Linked DNA regions of Sus scrofa: region 2 is linked to region 1. Evidence: chromatin contacts called from public HiChIP or PLAC-seq data. All regions are on one chromosome and are shown on one strand. Each heading gives the region's core, a stretch centred on a gene start, on an enhancer-like site or on the middle of the called end of the contact. The rest is flanking DNA. Distances are from core to core; before and after follow the strand shown.

Region 1 (5,527 bases), core at 2,402-4,901:
CAGTGAGGTGCAGGGAGGCAACTGGGACACCACCCTCCATGAGCAGCTTGTCCAAACACTCCAGGTCTGAAAAGCAAGTCCCCCTGCAGGGAGCCAGAGAGGCCTGGCACTCAGGAGAGAACCATCCCAAGTCTACGTTCTACTGCCGTGAACTCGTGTGTTGCCATGTGCAGAGGCCACAGCAGCATGAAGGGTTGTGGCTTCTCTTTTTATTTCATTTTATACATTTCCATTTCTATGGGTTCCCCTTTTTCCTTTGTGCAGTAGATGCTTTCTTTCTCCTGCAGTTCCAGACCACATGGAGCTATATGGAGATAGTGCACAGACAGAATTGCTTTGCAGCTTTGCAGGGCCCCGGGGGTAGGAGCCCAGGCCCTCCTTCCAGGGTAGAGATGCACAGAAGAATGGGAATTGCACTAGCAACCTCTTCTTTTGGTGCGTGGACAGAAGAGCTCATGGCTATTATATTCAGGGATTGCAAGGACCACGTGGACTACGTCACAGGTGGACAAAGGGGCTACAAGCCATTTTGCACAAATGCCTGCCCACCTGCCCACTCTTCCATCCAGGAGTATGCGACTGGGGGGCTGTCTGGGCCAACCTGCCGGCTCAGTCATGTGACCTGGCCTAACTGCATGCCCAGGGCATACCGCCAGGCTTCCATTGGCCAGCCCTGCCTCCTACTCTACCTTGGACTTTCCCCTCCATCGTTTTTATTTCTGACCATTTGCTCCCCTCCTGAATATACCCCATGCCCTGCAGCAGCACCCCGTGCCCTTGGTGAATGGATCCGCAGTGGTTATCTCCTGCCTTCTCGGGCTTGAATGGGAGCGTGGAGACAGAGGGACTACCATAGCTACCTTTCTCCCCCGGGCCTGGGCAGCCACGGGTTGAGACAAGCTGGCATAAGGATGAGGCTGAGGTATAGCAGGAGCCAGAAATCCTCGGGGTTTTCAGAAGTGGCCAGAGTGCCTGTCACCCAGCTCCTGCATCAGGGATTTTCAGCACTACCTCCAAGCAGTGGGGTTGTCTGCCCAGCCAGGCTTCTAAGGAAGGCCTGAGGACTCCTGGTCAGGTTCAGCAAGCTCCAGGGTGAAAAGAGTGGGAGGGAGCTTCTTCTTTTAGAAGGAGAGCCACACAGATTGAATTATTCTCTCCCAGTGGCCAAGTGCTGGACCCCAGTTCCAGGCCCATGGGGACTGCCACTCAGGGTCAGGGTGGGCAGGAAGGCAGTTGCTTAAGCCTCTCCAGTCTTTTGGGCAGAAGACAGTGGTATCTTTATAGGAAACTCAGGTCAGAACACTGATTTTCCTCTTGGTTTATTATTTAGGGGGATAGGGTAGGGTGGTAATAGTGTTTTACCAGGGTGCTTCTAAGTTACTTAAAAAACAAAAAGTCTACAAAACATTTCTTTCATTTGCTTGAGTTCATGACTTTGACGGTCGCAAGCCTGCCTTCTCCTAGTTGAGCACGTGTGTTCTCCCCTAGCTCCTCTTTTGTTGGCCCATCTGACCTCTATGGTTAGGGTGTTTTTCACATGTAAACAAATGTAGCTTGCCAGCAAGTAAGGAGGAAAGATGGGGCTGGGGGAGGACCACATTACCTTCAGGATGTCTGGAGATATCTATCACCAGTGTAGATCCTTTCTTATACTTTAAGGGAGACTCCAGGCAGAGTGGGTTAGTCTGGCAGGCCTGGACCATCTAGTGTTCACAAAAGTGTGACAGTTGGGATTAGCTGTGAATTTCTTAGGTAGGATGGCATCTCTAGATTTTAGGGCACTTCTGAACCTCAATCCCTGGACAAGACAGTCATCACATAGGAACAGCCACTTCTTCACCTGGTGGCATAGGAGGGTAGAGAGCAGAGCGTGGCTTTGTTTGGCCTTGGCTTATGTAGGTTGAGCCAGGTTTGTGTTTTCCCTGTCTATTTTCCTTAATTGGATAGAAAGGATATATTCCAAATCCAGGTTTGTGTTTTCCCTATTTTCCTTAATTGGATAGAAAGGACATATTCCAAATCAGCCAGTCTGAGGGGAAGTGGAAGCCAGATATGAGAATCCTTTGAAGATCGTGAAATACTGACTTTCATTCTTTCAAGCTTATTTGTAAATATCTATTTGAATGCTGTGTATTTGTACAGGAATTTGAGCAAAAAATGTATAGAGTGTGATGTCCTATTGGTATTCAGCCCTATAAATGTGTTTTTAACCTCTGGCATTCTGTGCTTATTTAAAATAAGAAAACTTCTAACCATTTCTTTTGTGTATTTATGTTTAAAAGAAGTGACTTTAAAATGGTCTTAACCTGTACCAGAAAGCAAAGTTAAAAGAAAAAAAAATTTTTTTGTGCTAGTGTCCCAAAAGGTATTTTACTGTATATATTGTGGTAGCATGTTCTAAATCTAACAAGTAATGTGAATTTTAGATGTAAATATCTGCCACTTGATTTCCCCCCTTCCCCTACTCCCTTGACTGCTGTGATGTGAATTAAAGATGAATACCTGATACTGACCCACTGAATTCACTGAATGGGAGCAGCCCAAGTGCCCCCCACCAACCCTTGTCGCTGGGCTCCAAGCCCCACTTAGTCCCATAGAAATCTCTTTTCTGCCCTGAGCACAGAAACAACCTTTCCCACGTCGTGCCTTCAAGGACAGGTAGCCCATCCCTGCACCAAAATATAGAGGAAGCAAAGAGAAAACCACCTCCACTGCTTGTCCGCCGACCCACAGAACCCTCCTAAGGAAGCGCCCTCGGCAGCCAGGGCCCCTCCTGAGCGGTCGGCTGGGAAGCTGGAGGAGGCGAGCCAGCCTCCTCGGGCAAGGCTCCGGAGCTAGTGAGGAAAGGGGGAGACTCTCCAGCGTCGGGGACAAACCTCCGAAGCCCCAGGCCTCCCCACTGTGAGACTGGATGCACCTGACCAAAAGCAAGCAACAAGCCCTGACCAGGGCGCCTCTCTCAGCTCCAGGACGGCCCAGAGTCCGTCTACCCCGGCCGGGGTCCTCCTGTCGGCCGTCCGAGGCGGGCTCCGGCCACCCCTGGACCAGGAGATAGGAGCCTGAGCGGCTAGGACAATTTGGATGCGGTCAGTGGGCCTCGCAGGCGCTCCCCGAAGACTGGTTCCCCTGCCCACGTGATCGTCTACGAAAAAAGAAACCTCTTCCGAGCCGACCGCCCTCCCCGCCCTGCTGGGTTGAGTCTGACCCCAGAACCCCTGACCAGCGTCACGAGTTGAGGCCCGGGAGGGAAGGTCCGTAGGGTTTTTTGGGCGGGCGCCAGGCCTAGAACACCGAATCTGTAGGGCAGTTCAACAGGCGCGGGGCAACAACCAAACGCCACCCTAATCCCCCGCCCTCCGCCTCAGCCACAGCCGCTGCCCCTAACCAAGATGGCGGTCCGAACCGCTTCCGCCGCTGACGCAGCCGCTTCCGGCGGGCCTCCCTGGTTCAATCAGCGGCCGACAACTGTCTAGGGCCGAGGGCGGGCGACGCCACCAGCCAATGGAGAAGGGCAGCGTGGAGCGGCCCGTCTGGGCTCCGAGGCGCGTGGACCAATGGGGGCGCGGTGTGTGGGAGGGTGCGGGGGCCGCCCGCCAATAGGGAGCTACGGCGCGCGGCCGGGACCTGGAGACAGCGCCGCGCAGCGGGCGCGGTTCAGTCGGGCGGCGGCGGTGGCGGCGGCGGGTGGTGGAGAATGTGGTTCACTCACGGGCTGGCAGTGGCGCTGGCTCTGAGCGTGCTGCCAGCAAGCCGGGCCCTACGGCCGGGCGACTGTGAAGGTGCGGCGGGGTCGGGATCCGCGCGCCGTGGCCGGCCTGGCGGCGGCGCTGACTCCAACCAAACCACGGAGCGGCCAGGATGCTGGGGCAGAAACGGGCGGGGGTGCCCCGGGAGGGCCGATGCCGGGCCTAGAAAACATTTCCTGGGCCTAAAAAACATTGGTTCGATGAGAAAAAAGTTGGGACTAAATCATACAGAAAACTTGGCTAGAAATTTAAATAATGCCGGAGTTGTGGTCCTTTCCCATCACTGGGCAGAGGCGCCCAGGAGCGGCCCTGGCCCGGGTCGGGAGTCCTGAGGCCGGGCAGTAGGCACCGCGCCTGGTCTGGTTGCGAAGCCGCACCTCGGGATTCGGCGTTGTATTTGGAAATGAGCAGCATTCGGATCTTTTTTTCTCTTGGGCCTCGAATTGTCCAATTGCGAGGTCACAGTGGGTCCATCTCAAGGACACGTGTTCAGTCTCTGCATAAACTTTATGGAAAAAGCGAGGAGGAGCCCTTTTGTGGGTCTTTGGGTGATGCTCTTTCCTTGCATGCTCCAGGTGTACCAGGGGACTTAGCAACTGGAGCGCGGTTCCTTCTACCTGTGGGCACCTGAGAAAATCCGGTGATGGAAGAACTCCTCTCTCCGTGTCACCTATTAAAATTGCGGATGGAGTTCCTTCCTGGTGGATTGGGGTGCAACTCCATGATTGCTGATCATCTTCCTTCCTTCTCTTTTCCAGTTTGTATTTCTTACCTGGGAAGATTTTATCAGGACCTCAAAGACAGAGATGTCACATTCTCACCAGCCTCTATTGAAAAAGAACTTACAAAGTTCTGCCGTGAAGCCAGAGGCAAAGAGAATCGGTTGGTGAGTAGCTGGCCCTGGCCAGTGTTGAACCTTTCCTTTCACAAGCCTTTCAGTAAAAGGCCCTGCCCACCTGCCTGTTCAGGTCACCTGTTCTGTCAGGGAACTAAGATAAGACTGAAGTGCTTTCTGTATTCTGCAGTTGTGATGTTATCCTCTTAGTATTGGTTAAACACCTACTGTGTGGTGGGCACTGGGAGTATCCGGGGAGAGAAATGACAGGCAAATGATGCGGTGGGATGAGTGTCATGAAGAAAATGGGCCAGGATGGTACAGTAGAGAGGGTAGGTGCTGATTTAGGCAATAATCAAGAATTCTTCTGAGAAAGGGTCACCATTGAGGTAAAGGAAGAGCATCCCAGGCAGAGGGAACAACCAGTATGAGTGCCCAGAGGCCAGAGCTATGTTGAGCATGCATGAGGACAGAAGATAACAAAGTGTGCACAGGGTAGGCCACGGCTGAATCGAGGACAGAAGCCCTAATGAAGAGATGGCCTTTGTAGCTTTGACTCCCCTGGCAGTCTCTGGTTTGTCTTTTCTAATTAAAGCTTTGAATCCCGGTGACTTTTCAATTCCTCTAGTGTCTTGTCAGCTCTGGGACTAAGCATGTGTTAAGAGCCTGGCTGAATCTGACTGCCAGTCCAGGCGGGACATGGGAAAATGAGGCCCTGGCAGAGAAAGATTTTTTTGGGGTATCAGTATGTTGGAGGAGACAGCTCTGGAGCGGCACCTCCTGAAGGCCATTGTCCTTTCTTGCTGCAGTGCTACTACATTGGGGCCACAGATGATGCAGCCACCAAGATCATCAATGAGGTGTCGAAGCCCCTGGCCCACCACATCCCTGTGGAGAAGATCTGTGAGAAGCTCAAGAAGAAGGACAGCCAGATCTGTGAGCTAAA
Region 2 (5,954 bases), core at 2,925-5,424, 420 kb after region 1:
GCATAGGAGATAGGAAAGAGAAGATCCAACATGGAAAGCACAAAAAATACATCTCAGAACAACCACCCCAATACACAGGGGAGTAGCCAGCCCAGAGCCAATGCAAGGAACCAGGAGGAAGACATGTTTGGACTATCATCACTGCCATGGCTCCCCTCTGCCCTGAGGACGGGATGCCTGGTGAAGCTTAAGTGGTCTTGGCTTGACTTTGTGCTGTTCCCCAGACTTATTCATGACCTTGCCACAACTTCCCCAGAAGGAACCTTGGAAACTCTCAAGGAAGCCAGGTCCTGACCATGCCATTGAGACAGATTTAGCACCTAGCACCTAGCAAGTCATCAGCCAACAGAAGTGGTGCTGCCTTTCCCTTATACGCCAAGGTCAGAACTTCTACTCAGTTTACCCAAATTAATCAATCATTGTTTAGGGGTTCACATATGGGAAGCAGAACTCTAAAGAAAACCAAGGGAGGAGTTCCCGTCGTGGCTCAGTGGTTAACGAATCCGACTAGGAACCATGAGGTTGCAGGTTCGATCTCTGGCCTTGCTCAGTGGGTTAAGGATCCGGCGTTGCCGTGAGCTGTGGTGTAGGTTGAGACGTGGCTCGGATCCCGCGTTGCTGTGGTTCTGGCGTAGGTTAGTGGCTACAGCTCCGATTAGACCCCTAGCCTGGGAACCTCCATATGCCACAGGAGTGGCCAAAGAAATGGCAAAAAGACAAAAAAAAAAAAAAAAGAAAGAAAGAAAACCAAGGGAAATATATACACTGTTATGATTTCACTTATATGACATTCTAAAAAAGGCAAAACTCTAAGGAGAGCAGTTACCAGGGGCTGGGGGAGGGGGAGAAACTGACTACACAGGAGCAGAGAAGAATTTTTGGAGGGTGGTAAACTCTTTATAGTGGTGGCAGTCACTTGACTATATGCGTCTGTCACAACTCACAGAACTGTACACTAAAAAAGGTGAAGATTACTGTATATAAATTATACCTGAATGAGAAAATGAAAAAAAAAAAGAAAAAGAAAGGAAACCAAAGAGATGATTAATTCTAGTCTGGATTGGCAGCTAGGGCTTCTAAGTTTCTGCAAAAAGTATAGCTCTGGGAGTTCCTGTTGTGGCACAGGGGTTAACGAATCCGACTAGGAACCATGAGGTTGCGGGTTCGATCCCTGGCCTTGCTCAGTGGGTTAAGGATCCAGCGTTGCCATGAGCTGTGGTGTAGGTCAAAGACACGGCTCGGATCCCATGTTGATGTGGCTGTGGTGTAGGCCGGCGGCTACAGCTCCAATTAGACCCCTAGCCTGGGAACCTCCATATGTCATGGGAGCGGCCCAAGAAAATGGCAAAAAGACAAAAAAAAAAAGGTATAGCTCTGGTGGGTGCACAGAGGTTCATCATTTCATCATTACTCTCTATGGTACAATTACATTTCATTAACTCTTCTGTAGCTAATACATTTCACAACACATTTTTAAAATATTTAAAAGTGCTTAGCACAGGGCTGGGCACACACTCATCCCAGTAACATTAGGACTACAAAAAGTATACTAAATTCTTCTGTAAGTAAGTTAAGACCAACATGTACCCAATTTTTTTTTCTTTTTAGGGCCACACCTGGCTGCAGCATATGGAAGTTCCTGGGCTAGGGGTCAAATTGTAGCTGCAGCTGCTGGCCTACTCCATAGCCACTAAACCAAGCTGAATCTGGGACCTACGCCACAGCCTGTGGCAATACCAGATGTTTAACCCACTGATTGAGGCCAGGGATCAAACTTGCATCCTCACGGAGACTATGTTGGGCTCTTAACCTGCTGAGCCATGACAGGAACTCCCATGTACCCAATTTTAGAAGGAGAATTTCTAAAGCTGACTCTTAAGGAAGGCACCAAGATTACCTGGTATGACAGTTTCCATTCCACAGAGTCAGGCCTGACACTTTGCAAGCTCCCTTTGAACTCTACAACATGCTCCATTCCAGTCACCTGCAGAATAAAGGAGCGACTCAAAGCTCTCCACACTCTGGGTTCAGCCACCACCTGCCCTTCTATCTTCTTCAGCTCCCACGTGGCCCGCTTAACCCCAGACTTTTCTCTGATCCCTGAATGCCTTCCCTACCTCTCCATGAGGGACGACTCCTCATCTCTCCAGATCTTAAACATCCCCTCCTCTGTTCCCAGAACACACAGCTCTAAGATACACATCCCTCACAACAGATTCTGTCTTCACCTGCCTTCTCATCTCTGTTCCCTCAACAGTGAAGCCAGCACATGGCATATGTTGAGAGTTAGGGGGAAACTCTCAGTAATTGTGAAGTTGTGGGAGAACAGAATGAAGAGTTAGCAAGCATTTCTTGCATCACTCTTTCTTTGCCTGGAATTCAGCTCCCTGCCATAAGCCAGGAATCTCTCATTGGTCTCTCATTGGGACTGAAAATCCTCCCCACACAGAGACCCTGCAGGGAAGATGAGAGTTCTCAGGGTCAGAAACTGGAACAAAGAGCCAAGATCAGAGAAACAAGAGCCAGAGTCTTGGGTTCTAGACTCAGCTCTGCCATTACTTTCTGAGTACTCCTTCCATACACCATGGGCGCCAGTGTTTCTTTCCACTAGGTGGGAAAAAACTCACCTTTCATTTTCCGAGTCACTGGATATTTCCTCATTCATCTTGCCGCCACCCTTGGACTTGCCCTTGTCCCCAGAAGAGTCGCCCTAGGAATTATTTAATACTTTCTTTGGTCAGGGGTCCCGACCACCCTGGCACTGACCAAGGGCCCTTACGGTCCCTCGAGAGCCACTGGGAAAGGCTTTTCAGTATCTGGCGCATGGAATGAGGAACGAAGCTGACTCCAGGTGGAGTCCCACCGGGTCCCCAGGATGGGATGATGGTGGTCCCTGTAGCGGGATTGACCTCCGCCCGCCAAAGCGCCACGCCCACCTTTCGCCGCCGCTTGCCGGCCCCCGCACCAGCCCCGGCTCCTGAGGCTGACTTTCCCCGCTTTCGAGCCGCCACGGTCGCCGACATGTCGCCCACTATGCCTTGCAGCTAACACCGAGGAACTCACGTGGCGGCTAAACCCGGGCGTCCGCAAGACTCCACACGCGGATAGGCTACCACTGCTCGGTGGGCCCCGCCTCCCACGGCTCCGCTGGGTCCTTCGATTGGTTCTGTCACGCCTCCAAGCTCCCATTGGATGAACTCCTATAGCCAAGCCTCCTAGGGCTCCCATAGGCTCCCACGCCAGGCTCCTGTAGGAAGCAAGCCTCTCCTGGGCGTTTCCGGCCCAAGGCTACGGCGCGTGCGCCCTGCTGCTGGCTGACGTCTAAGGAGTGGTCGGACCCAGACGCCTTCTCAGTGTTTGCACCTCTTGGACAGTAGGGGGCGCCAGAGATACGGGGTTCTTTTTCCTGGAGTGTGACTCCTCCCTGTCAGGGGCGGGTGCCAGAGTGAACCAGTCTGGCACTAAATAACCGGGGGGGAGGGATACAGGTAGCTCCGGGGTGAGCGAAGCAGTGACTGCACCTGGGCCCAAGGCCCGTAGACAACCGGTGGAGACATATTGCATGCCTCAGGCCAGATGAGCAGCGCTAAGGGCGCACCAGACCCCTGGGCCTTGGCTGTGTCTGATCAAGTGTCCACCCATCCATGGGACAGGCTGCCCTCGTCCTGCCCAGCCTCTGACTCACCCGACCGGGGGCCAAATAGCTGGAATCCTACTCATCCCAAGTTCTTTCTCTGCTTCACTAAAGCTTACAGAGGGTTGCTGGGACCAGCACTGTCTGGGAGGTACCCACCCAGTGGCAGCCACCTTTCCCAGGTCCCTGCTTCTCTTAGGTGAGTGCCCTATGGCCGTGCCCACAGCCTTCCCCAGGGCAGGGCAGGGCAGGTTGAATGTGACTGGCTCTTGCTCTCTGGCAGTTCGAAGCCGTGGTCCAGCACTGACTGGTACCTCAGAACTCTTGAGCCTGCTGGGAGGGTTTCTGCACCACTACGTTCCAAGCTCTGGAGGGACAGATCTGGCCTCAGGAGTGCTGCCCCCAGGAGCCACTGCCCACTCTCCTCCATAGCTGGATGACTCAGCCCAGCAACCCTGCCAGGCCCAAGTTAGCTGAGAGGGGGGAGGAACAGAGTGCTGGGGGGGGGGAGGAGCCCAAAGGTTGGAGTGGGGAGATTCTTGTTTCACTTTCCTTTCACCTCAGGACACACGGGAGAGCTAGAGAGGGTGGAGAGCTCCTCTTCCTTGACCAGACTGGGCAGCCCGGTCACGGGACTGGCCTGGTCTCTGTGACTGGAAAAAGGGGCGTTTCTAGGGTGCAGAGAGCTAGTTTTGGTTGGATGTGGGAGTGGGGAAATTGAGGCACAGGGGGCGGGGGCAAGCAGTGGGAGATCACCAAAGGGCAAACTCAGGGTGGGGCAAGCTGGTGCTATTCCAGCTAGGTGGGGTGCAAAGGCCACAGAGGACTGAGGGCCCTCTCTGTGTCCCGGAATAGCCATGGCTCCAAAGCGCAAGCCTGGGGTGCAACGTGAGGGCCCTGAGAAGAAGAAGGGGAGGCAGGGGGCAGAAGAGGAGGACAGTTTCCGCTCCACTGCTGAGGCCCTCAGAGCTGCACCCACAGAGAAGCGCATCATCCGAGTGGACCCCCTGTGCCCACTCAGCCACAACCCCGGGACCAAGGTAAGCTGTAGTTCCTGGCCAGTCCCGGCACCTCCTCTCTCCTGTGTACAAATATATTCAGACCTCTCCCCTCCTGCTTGGTTCTGGCCATGTAACTCAAGGCTCTGAAAGGCTATATCCCATCAGATCTAGATGGGTCATGTCTACTCTTCAGACCCCAGGGCAGGCCCTTGAGCTTCTCAAGCCTCCCGCTACCACACTTAAGGCAATGTTCTTAGATAAGACATCTTCTGACACCCCAGTGTAGTCTGACCTCTGTCAGCATGCAGCCAGGTACCCCATCCCACTCGAGGGTGGCCTAAGCCAGCCTGACACCCCCACACACAACACTCTCTTGGGCCACAGGTGCATGAAGACTACGACTGCACCCTGAACCAGACCAACATCGGGAGTAACAACAACAAGTTCTACATCATCCAGCTGCTGGAAGAGGGTGACCGCTTCATCTGCTGGAACCGCTGGGGCCGTGTGGTGAGTGCCACCCGCCCAACCTGTGCCTGCCTCCTCCATACCTCTCCATGCTCAGTGCACACCCCTTGCCCCCTGGGGTCTCTACAGCTTACTCAGGCCCAAAGGCCACAGCTGCCCCCTCCCTACCTCTGTTGTCCACAGGGCTTGCACAACAGAGGCCAGCAAATACTGACGGTGGGCACTGGGGTGGGCACACCCCTGAAAGCTGTTACTTGCAGGGAGAGGTGGGCCAGTCGAAGCTCAGCCACTTCGTGTCACTGGAGGATGCAAAGAAAGACTTTGAGAAGAAATTTCGGGACAAGACTAAGAACAGCTGGGCAGAGAGGGAATACTTTGTGGCCCACCCCGGCAAGTACACACTTATTGATGTACAGAGAGAGGACAAGGTCCAAGAAGCCGTGGTGAAGGTAAAGTGGCCAGGGAGAGAGGGAGGGCCTGGGCCAAGGGTGGGGCTAAACAGCAAGACCCAGCTGATTGGGCTCTGCCACTGCCCAGCCATGCAGCCTCAGGCACAAGCCTCCCAGCTCTGGCCTCAGTCTGGCTAGTCTCTGTCGAATGCCAGGCCACGCTTCAGGTGCGGGTGCCCTGCCCAGCCGCTCCTGCCCACACGTGCCCTCTACCCCTAGGTAGACGGAGGCCCAGTGAGGACTGTGGTTCAGCAGGTGCAGCCCTGCTCCCTGGATGCAGCCACACAGAAGCTCATCACCAACATCTTCAGCAAGGACATGTTCAAGAATGCCATGGCCCTCATGAACCTCGGTGAGGGGGGAGGGGCCAGGCAGGGTAGCAGGGGCCCAGGGGTGGCAGGG

What was found. HiChIP or PLAC-seq counts read pairs in DNA pulled down with a chosen protein or histone mark.
Region 2: a contact with region 1 is called in an H3K27ac HiChIP or PLAC-seq map of alveolar macrophages. The contact joins the promoter of PARP3 here to the promoter of MANF in region 1. A contact is called at or near these places in 1 of 47 Hi-C or Micro-C datasets (liver) and 1 of 2 datasets of contacts at active chromatin or transcription factors (alveolar macrophages).

What each region holds. Positions count from the first base shown.
Region 1 is chr13:33,654,628-33,660,154 of Sscrofa11.1, forward strand. It overlaps MANF (mesencephalic astrocyte derived neurotrophic factor), which reads left to right and starts at 3,652. Exons shown (of 4, transcript NM_001244655.1): 1 at 3,652-3,779; 2 at 4,505-4,632; 3 at 5,391-5,527. The coding sequence starts at 3,695. It overlaps DOCK3 (dedicator of cytokinesis protein 3), which reads left to right. Exons shown (of 55, transcript XM_021068838.1): 55 at 1-2,506. The coding sequence ends at 6.
Region 2 is chr13:34,072,320-34,078,273 of Sscrofa11.1, forward strand. PARP3 (poly [ADP-ribose] polymerase 3) reads left to right here and starts at 4,175. Exons shown (of 10, transcript XM_013981755.2): 1 at 4,175-4,674; 2 at 5,020-5,145; 3 at 5,364-5,552; 4 at 5,772-5,904. The coding sequence starts at 4,492. RRP9 (U3 small nucleolar RNA-interacting protein 2) reads right to left here and starts at 3,106. Exons shown (of 15, transcript XM_003358455.4): 1 at 2,937-3,106; 2 at 2,628-2,710. The coding sequence starts at 3,023.